3 separate regions of the Sus scrofa genome follow, and all the other regions are linked to region 3. Evidence: chromatin contacts called from public Hi-C and promoter capture Hi-C data. All regions are on one chromosome and are shown on one strand. The core of a region is the stretch at or near the end of the contact, and the rest is flanking DNA. Distances in the headings are between cores, read along the strand shown. Region 1 holds the start of DISP1 (protein dispatched homolog 1). Region 2 holds the start of FAM177B (protein FAM177B). Region 3 holds the start of WDR64 (WD repeat-containing protein 64).

Region 1 (3,029 bases), core at 149-2,648, 310 kb after region 3:
ACTAATTACCTTTGACAATGATAAAAGCAAGCCTACATACTACATGATGTCCAATAAGGAAAACAAAATGCGCTAATGTATATATAACAACAGATCGTGGATTATCAATACTTTTTAAAAAACTGTCAAGGGCAAATATATATGTCCTCCTTATAGCAGAAATAAAAAATAACAGTAAATCCAAAATTACTAGTAACTGGTTGCACCCTAATCTAAAATTGCCCTCAAATACTAAACACAATAGGGTAACTTTTGGTAAAAATGTATCAGAAAGTCAGGCAGAAAAACAACGATCTGCAACTGCAAACGTGACGTCACTGATTTGCCATGTAATTATCACTGTAATTCCAAACGCATTTAGAAGTTCATTCCATGACAAAGAAAATAAGACAACCTAAACTCTGCAGGGCAGAGAAGATTCCAAAAAGAAAACTTTGCATGGCTTACTTGTATGAAGACAACTTTAAAGCACGATCTTGTTGACAAAGAAATGTAGCCTAAGTTGGACCTGGGTGAGAAAGAGTTCAAGTTTTCCCTGGGCATGTAACATTTTTCCCCGAAATCCGCACGGGTAAAAAATGAATAAATAATTTGTAAAACGCTCCCTTAAAGAGCCAGCATCAATTGCAAATGAAGCAAGACGAGTTCAGCATCCAAGAGGTGACTAGTCGTCTTTCGGATGCGTTAGGTCAGGACGTCCTTCTCCTCTAGGACCCTCGGAGAAGGACCCTCCCCTCCAGCCTCCCCTAGAAGCCGGCCTCGCAGACAACCTGCCAAGTCCCGGACACTCCCCAAGCGGGACCGCCTTCCTTCGAGATGCATCCCGCCCGGTGTCACCCGCCGCCCCCTCCCCTCCGGGGCCTCTTCGGCCTCAGGGTCCCGGGTGCCTCCCACCCCAGCCCCCTGCGGCTGCCCTCTGGGCTCCCCGGCCCCCGATCCTGGTCCCCTGCCTCAAACCTTGGGGTCCCGAGTCTCCCTCTGCCCGCGCGGGGAGTCCCGACTCTCCCGTGCCTACCCGGTCTCCCCGTCCCGCGGCGCGGGGCTGCGGCGGCGCCGAAAAGCATCCACCGCGAAGACCAGTGCCTGAGACTCTCCGGCTCCGATCCGGACCGGGAGCCGGCTTCCGCCTCGCACCGGAAGGCATTGGCGAGGGACCGGAAGTCCCGCCCCTCCCGCCGCCGGCCGGTGGGGCGCTGGGCTGTCGGCGCTGGAGCGCAGGGAGGGTTGGGGCCAGGGGGCTCGCAGGCAACCGGGCGGGAGCAGAAGGACTTCGAAGGGGCGGGTTTCCAGGTGTCCTTCTGCTGCTTCCCTTTTCAGCGGATCAGCCAACCTACCTGCAGCCGCTTGACCAGGGGTTTGCTCTGCTCCCAAGCCCTAGAGGGTCAGGATGACTCAGACACTGACCCTTGCCCTCGCAATCTAGTTGAGAGTTGACATAAATATAAACAGAGGTTAATCACAGCACAAGGCGGTATTGCTTCATACCTTAATCCAAATTTTTATCACCTGCTGTATATCATTCAGGAAACAACTAGGCTGTAAAGAGAAGAACGCCCCTATCTTACGGAGCTAGGGAGGCAATGAATCAGGCAGAGAGTAAATCAAACAGCGACCTGTCCCTTGGAAAGCATAGGCTAAGGACAGATATAGGGGCAAACAAGTGCAATGAAATCATCCAGCATTACAGGAACTATGGCCCTGCTGAAGGCAGTGGTGGGGTGTAGGGAGCTGGGCTGAGAAGAGACTCCAGAGATAATGGCTCTTCAGCTGAGACTGAATAAATGATGAATAAGAATTAAAGGTCAGATAAGGTGGGGAAGTGCAGGCAGAGGAGAAGGATGCCAGACAGTGGGAGTTTGGCTTGATCAGAGAGGGGGAGGAGGGTACAGTTAATTTAGCAAGGTCTGAGATCGCAGAGACAAGAGGAAGCTAGGAGAGGAGGCAAAGCCGGATCAGGAAGACTGTTGTGCATTATGCTAAGGAATTTGAACTTTAGACTCCATGCAGCAGGGAATCAATGCCTATCTCTAGGGCAACTGATGAAACACTGAGTTACGAGGTTGAAAAGGATGACTGACCTATTCACCAAAGAAAAGTAAGAACTTGAAAGATCATGGCTAGAACATTTTACTTGTGAGGGTGCATTCTCAACTGCCATGCTGAGATGTTAAGACAGTGGTTAGCTGCAGCAGCTATATAAAGTCAGGACCACTAGGGCCTGGACCCTTCAGGTTGCCGGTTGGGCACATCACCCCAACCGAGTTGCAAGCTGAAGCCACAGGGAACCATGGAATGAATGAAGACTGCATTCCCACTAGACTAATGAGGCTGTTTGCTGCCTCTATTTCCTTGCTTGCTAATACTGCCTAATAAATATCCTCTTGCACACCCAGCCCCATTTTTCCATTTTAAAAAGAAATGATACAAAAATTGTTCCTTCATTTCTTTTGCTTTTGCCAACAACAAACTATGTTGCACTACATGGAGGGAGGATGACAGTAAAAGGAAAGGAAGAATGGACATCACGTAGAAAGTCTATACTTAGAGGGCACAATGTCACCTCTGGACATGGCTTTTGGCTTTCTCCCAATGGGAAGGTTAGAAGTCCATTTGTGGTGCTACATGAAATAACCCAATCATGTAGCAGGTGTGTCTTTGAAAGAATGAGAATGTATACGTGTGGTGTGAGGTATGTGGGGTTTGTGTGGGTGAGGATGTGTGTTTCTCCTCAATAAAAATTTGCCTCCCTGGTTTGGCAATTGAAATAGACACACAGTTCTACTCCTAACTTGAAAAATCACACCGGCAGGTAAAGCAATAGGCTGAATTTTCAGCTCTGAGTCTCCATGATATACATTTCTTTCCCAAGAAGAAATTAGCTACAGGCTGGGAGGATTGAGCCAAAACTTTCCCTGTGAAAACAATGGATATATGTCTTAAAGAGGAAGGTGACATCTCTATAAAATATCCTGATTAATTGCTGAGAAATTACTTCATTTTTAACATTCTCTTAAAAACTTTAAAAATCA
Region 2 (2,969 bases), core at 17-2,516, 340 kb after region 3:
AATTCAATATCCAGCTAAGCAATTATGGAGAGTAAAATAATGACATCTGACAACCTATAACACCGAAGTTCACCATTCCTATATCTTCGCTGAATGATGAGTAAGATCCAATTGTGTGTCAACTAGAAGGAAACTGAACCCAGAAGCAAGAGCGAGATGGAGGACAGAAATATAAAGTGACAAATCTTGAGAGTGACTGAAAAATGCTATGTCCATGGGGCACAGTTAAAAACCATGAAGTATGAAGCATTAGACCCCAAGAGCAAAAATATGAAGGGGTGACTTCTTTATGCATTGCTTTGGAATAGGTTGGCGAAGACAGCTGTGCATGTTGACAATTTCAAGGTAACTAGAAAAATCATGAAAGTAGAAGGCAGAGCTTCAAAGCCAGAAGAAGAAGAAAAAAAGGAAAATAAACAAGCCGACAGAAGGCAGGAGAGAGGGAGAAAGAGCAAAGGAAAAGCAGGATTAATGAAAACACCAGTAAAATCCTGGAAAGAATTCCCAATTAGTCAGTAATGACAATAATGTGAGAGAATCCTCAGCCGTCTACCCAAATGAAGACCACAGACTGAATTTTAAGAGGATTTATGGGCAATGACTGCACGAATGCACATATGGTCACAAGCATACGTTTAGGCATGTGTGTCAATAAGCCACCAAATCTTATCAATGAAATGCTCAGTTTAAGCCATTGTCAAGGGTCAGAGATACAAGAAGCCTGTCTGGGCTCAATTTGCTATCTAATCGAGGTGGTGAGACCCTCCCAGCCCAGCGTCCCAGTCCCCGAGGAATCTTAAAGGACACACACAGTTTTCCCGGGCTGACTACAAAAGAGCCTTGGTAAGAAGTAGGAAGAGTTAAGTCTTCGACGCCAAAGAGCAGAAAAACAAGTTTAACTTGGTGTTTAAAGTATGCTGAACATAATACCATTGCAAAAGGAAACAGTCAGTGCCATGAGAGATACAGCATACTCTAAAGCAAAATTAGAAGCAAACGAACACCTTTGCAGAGAACCCAACTCAACTGCATTACCTGCTCTTTCTTTCCTTGCTTTAATTGCCTATGTGTAGTTTTTCAGTGCAAAATCGTGGTTCTGGAAGTCGTTCGGTAGATGGTAAATGAACACAACTCACCCTTGACTGTGTGACGACGTGGAAAGGCTGCCTTTGTGTGTCTTACGGGCAGAACTTATTTGAGTTGTGGGAAGGCCGGTTACGGACACACCCAGCGTTAAAGCAACCGAGGGGCCCTCAGACTTGTCCTGTGCCAGGATTGGCTGGGAGTCCTTTTAACACAATTCCAAGGCCAGGACGCACCTGCAGCCTAGGCTGTCTAGGCATGGGAAACGGGCCTCGTTATTTTTGAGGCTGACCCAGTGGCTGCAAGGAGCAGGTCAGTGTGGGCGCCAGCACCCCAAGGAGAGCAGGAGGAAATAAACCTTCTCAATTGAACAGGCTTGTGCTTTAGTGACATGGTGGCTGCAGAGAATCCCAACAGCAAGCTCCAGCCAAGGCGGCTTTACTTTTTCCAAGAGGGTTTTTTGCTTTCTGCATTCTGAGCCCTTCTCGTCTTGCTCCAAGCTGAAAAGCGTTGACATCAAAAGTTTAAGAATAAGGCCTAACAGTCTCATTATAGTCAATTTACTCCTCGCTAGACCACCTCTTAATTCAGGTATTTCCAAACCCAAAGAAGTGCCCATTCCCCACACACCGGGCTCACCCTGGTTGCATTATAGACAGGTGTCCTGACATCGCCTCTGCCGGCTCTCTGACGAAAATAGTGGCTCACATCTTTCAAAATAGTATTGTGCACTAAATAGACATATTCATCTTTAAATTCAGAGGGTTCAAAAGGAGCAGAGAGAGGGAGAGGAGAGAGCGAGAGTGAGCGCGCCTGCAATTTCATAGTCAATTTAGCGAATGCTTTTCTGCCACCTAGTGGCCGTTTCAGGATGCGCGATGCAAAATTCATCTTTATAATCAGTGTCTGTCGTGTCGAGGGGGTTCAACGCCAAACAAGGTGGAATCTACTTAATATTTACCAAAATCTTGGGAGCACTGCCAACTTCACACCAAGTCCACAGATCTGGGTGCTTCGTGAGTGATATTTCAGAGGGCCAAATTTTCCCGACGACATGCTGTTTGCCTCAGTTTCATTCTTGAGAAGCTCAAGTTTTTTTAACTCCAAATCTAGCTCATCAAGGATTGTTCGCAGGTATGTAAATGATATAGTTAACACACCTATGAGACTCACACATCTCGAAGTCAAACTTGGTTGCCAAAAGGGAAACGTGAGGTAAAGGGAAAATCTGGGGGCTTGGGATTTGACATACACACATGGACTGTGTAAATATATATGTCACATACATTACACACACACACACACACACACACACACACACACACACGGAATAGATAACGAACAAGAACCTGCCGCAAAGCGCAGGGAACTCTGCTCTATATGCTGCAATAACCTAGACGGGAAAAGACTCTGAAGAAGAGCAGGTATGTATGAATGTGTACGGCTGATTTGTGTGGCTGTACACTGGAAGCTCACAGCGTGTGGCAAATCACCGCTACTCCAACAGCACTAAAACACACCCACACACCCATAACCTCCCTGACCCTTCAATTCTGTTGTACCCCAGGGCTCAGCTATTGGAGTCTCCTGTTTTTCTATCTGCTCCTCATTTGGTCCTTTTTGATTCAATATTATCTACGGACACATTTACACCCAACAGTTTTATCTCCCTGGGTCTCAGATCCATAGATCTACTGACCACTTGACATCTCAGAGTCCTAACACATCCGACTCTTTTTTGTCTGTTTTTTAGGGCTCTACCTGCGGCATATGGAGGCTCCCAGGCTAGGGGTCTAATTGGAGCTGCAGCTGCTGGTCTACACCACGGCCACAGCAACATGGGATCTGAGCCATGTCTGCGACCTACACTACAGCTCACGGCAACA
Region 3 (3,156 bases), core at 512-3,011:
AAATATACATTTCTATTTCAAATCTTTGTATAAGTGAAACTTCTGGACCACACACACAAAAATAGTTTCTTTCCCAAGCTTGGAAAAATCACATCTTCAATGACACGTTGGGTAGCTCGTCCTTTGAAATGTCAATCTCAGTGAGATTTAAATCTTCAATAGGAGTAAGAGTAGTTTTTTAAAAAATTTCAGGGAGTTCTCGTCATGGCGCAGTGGTTAACGAATCCGACTAGGAACCATGAGGTTGCGGGTTCGATCCCTGCCCTTGCTCAGTGGGTTAACGATCCGGAGTTGCCATGAACTGTGGTGTTGCAGACGCGGCTCGGATCCCACGTTGCTGTGGCTCTGGCGTAGGCCGGTGGCTGCAGCTCCGATTAGACCCCTAGCCTGGGAACCTCCATGTGCCGCGGGAGCGGCCCAAAAAATAGCAAAAAGACAAAAAAATAAAAAAATAAAAAATTTCAATTAACGATCAAGTTCTAGTTTAATGAAATCTACTGGCTGCATAGCTAATTATCTGTCCATTTCAGTAGGGGTTCTCTGAGCCATTTTTGCAATCTCGCCTTATATTTTGGTGTGGTGGAACCTATAAGGAGGAAAATATAGTAAAAATAGCTTATAGAGCACAATTTGCATTCTGAGGACCTGAATAAAACTATTTCACTTCCTAGAAAGCAAAGGTTTACAACTGATAATGAGCATTTTAAAAAAAAATTTACACATTGTTGCTATGTCAGATTTCTACCTCTCATTTTAGCAAAATAATATATGAATTAAATCACTTCTCATCACCCTCTCCAAGTTTCACAAATACTACCACTTTTTTTCTTGAAGTTCTTGACTTCACCCTCTCGTTTCTTTCCTCAAAGTGTCAAAACCACTGTCTCGGGCCCTACTGAATTAAATCAGGAGGTGAAAGCAGACAAGTGAGATGAGCTCCCGAGCAGGTGATTGAGGAGCTGCGGCAGCAGGCTGGGGTCTGGGTGGGCGAGGGGCCTGGGAGCACGGGGAGGGGCGGAGATCAGCGAGCGAGGAGGACCGGTGGAGGGAGTGAGGTCTGGGAGCGGATGAAGTGAGGCGGGGAGGCCGGAGGAAGAGATGTCGAGGCGGGGGAGGCGAGGTCAGGAGAGCACAGCCTCTAGGTCGGGGCGCAGAAGGAGGCGGTCTCCGCCGGCACTCACCCTACAGGCTGCTGATGAAGCCGTCTCACGCACCATCCGCGCCGCCCCTCTGTGGGGCGCGAAAGCCACCGCGGCCGCGAGAACGGAAGGCAGCAGGTGGCGGAGGCTAACGATGAGCAGGGGGCGCCCGGCGAAGCGGGGCTGCGGAGCCGCTGGAATTTGAAGTAGAGGACGAGCAGCAGCAGGATGCTTCCGGCGCAGCAGTGCCCCGCACCCGTAGTCGCCCCGATAGGCGGCGTGAGGGCCCCACGGCGCCCTCGCCGCCCCGCCACCTCTCTGGGTGTGCACGCCAGGCGCCGGCGCGCACCGCTCTGGTTGGGGCTCTGCGCGGGGCTCTGCGCACTCAGAGGTCCCCGTCGCCCCTTTCTGCCCCTGCGCAGACCGCTGACGCCGCTCGTAACCCCGCCCCTTCCCGCCCTGTAGCCCCGCCCCTACCCCCTCCCTACCGTAACCCCGCCCTTTCCCTCCCTGTAGCCCCGCCCCTACGCCCCTCCCAGCCGTAACCCCGCCCCCTAGCGCCCTGTAGCCCCGCCCCGGAGCACCTCCCAACCTTAACCCCTCCCCTGCTCGCTGTCCAAGCTGCTTCCTGATTCGCCGGGTCCTCTCCCCACGCCCTGAGGTCCCCAGTAACCCGCCACCGCCGGCACAGTCCGTGGGGGCCTGGAGGCAAAGCATCGCCGGGGGCTCCTCTCTCCGCAGCCCTCCTCACCCAGCTGGAAGGGCTCTCCTCTTTCCCCACTCACTCCCTCATTAAGGACCATTTATGGCAGGATCCTTTGGCTTCTCCCTCTCCGGGAAGCTGTTACTACCCGCTCGCGTACTGCACACTTGAGGTAAGCCCCGGCTGCACCCCAGGCCTGCTCATTTTGCCCTTGCTGTCCTCCATGCAGGGGCGCTGTGGCGACTGAGGCGGCGCCCTCGAGCTCCAGCCCACATCTCGCAGTTGCAGAGAGGTGGGTGCTATACCTGGGGCAGCACCTCTGGCCTTTTACCCAGTGAAAATAGAGGGCAAGGCAAGCATAGGTCCCGGAACTGACCGTAGTCTTTGCGGGGTGCACAGTCCTGAGCTGGTCCTACAGGCTGTCCTGGGCGCCGCTGGCCAGCACTGTGCCTGTGCAAGGGCGAAGGAACTGCCCTCCACGAGGGAGTGTGTCTCCCACCTCCATTAGAAGATCCCTAGAAAATTGCTAGCTTCACTGAACCCCGGTTTTGTGGGCCTTGGAGATATAATCTAATTGTCAAGACAAGGTTACTTCCTATCATGGTGCATGGAGCAATAGCTGGTGATTTTTTCTTAAGGCTTCCGATCTGGACTTGTCCTCTAGGGGACTCACCCACCCAGTCCTTTTAAAAACTCTAATTTTATATTTTAGATTTATACAACCATTTAACAAGCTCTGTGCCTAATATCCGTTGTGTTTACAACATGTGCCTAGTCTACAGTAAGGTCTTAATAAATAGTAGTTTGATGCATGCTTAAATGAAGAGGGACTCTGTGTTTTTTCCCAAGGTATTCATTCATTCTTTCATTGGTGCTGAGTTCCTGTCCTCATAAAGCTTATGTTCCAGTCGTGTTGGGAGAACAGATGATAATCAAATATGTAGTGTTGTGAAATGTGCCATAAAGAAAATAAGACAGGAGCTCCTGTTGTGGCTCAACAGGATGCAGCCACTGTGACTGCAGTGGCTCAAAAAACATGGATTTATCGTATGATCCAGCCATTCTGCTTCTAGATATATAGCCAAAAGAATTAATTGAAAGCAGGGGCTGGAACATGATTTTGTCCACCAGTGTTCATAGTAGTAGTATTCCCAATAGCCAAACGGTGGAAATAAACCAAATGTCCATCCACAGAAAAATGGATACACAAAATGCGATATGTACATACAATGAATATTATTCCATCATAAAAAGAAATGAAATTCTAATACGTGCTGCAACATAGATAAATCTTGAAAACATTATGCTAAGTGA

What was found. Promoter capture Hi-C pulls out the DNA fragments that hold promoters and counts their contacts. A called contact is a pair of places that touch in the nucleus more often than the background predicts.
Region 1: a promoter capture Hi-C map of fetal skeletal muscle shows a contact between it and region 3, with 9 times the contacts expected there. The contact joins the promoter of DISP1 here to the promoter of WDR64 in region 3. A contact is called at or near these places in 4 of 5 promoter capture datasets (fetal liver, fetal skeletal muscle, liver and 1 more), 17 of 47 Hi-C or Micro-C datasets (adipocytes, embryonic fibroblasts, fetal heart ventricle and 11 more) and 1 of 2 datasets of contacts at active chromatin or transcription factors (alveolar macrophages).
Region 2: a contact with region 3 is called in a Hi-C map of embryonic fibroblasts, with 2.8 times the contacts expected there. The contact joins the promoter of FAM177B here to the promoter of WDR64 in region 3. A contact is called at or near these places in 3 of 5 promoter capture datasets (fetal liver, fetal skeletal muscle and liver), 9 of 47 Hi-C or Micro-C datasets (alveolar macrophages, embryonic fibroblasts, epiblast stem cells and 5 more) and 2 of 2 datasets of contacts at active chromatin or transcription factors (alveolar macrophages and skeletal muscle).

The regions. Positions count from the first base shown.
Region 1 is chr10:11,524,722-11,527,750 of Sscrofa11.1, reverse strand. DISP1 (protein dispatched homolog 1) reads right to left here and starts at 1,398. Exons shown (of 8, transcript XM_021064356.1): 1 at 1,335-1,398.
Region 2 is chr10:11,489,661-11,492,629 of Sscrofa11.1, reverse strand. FAM177B (protein FAM177B) reads right to left here and starts at 1,266. Exons shown (of 6, transcript XM_003130514.3): 1 at 1,036-1,266.
Region 3 is chr10:11,833,892-11,837,047 of Sscrofa11.1, reverse strand. It overlaps WDR64 (WD repeat-containing protein 64), which reads left to right and starts at 1,761. Exons shown (of 28, transcript XM_021064368.1): 1 at 1,761-2,014. It overlaps CHML (rab proteins geranylgeranyltransferase component A 2), which reads right to left and starts at 1,576. Exons shown (of 2, transcript XM_021064370.1): 1 at 1,182-1,576.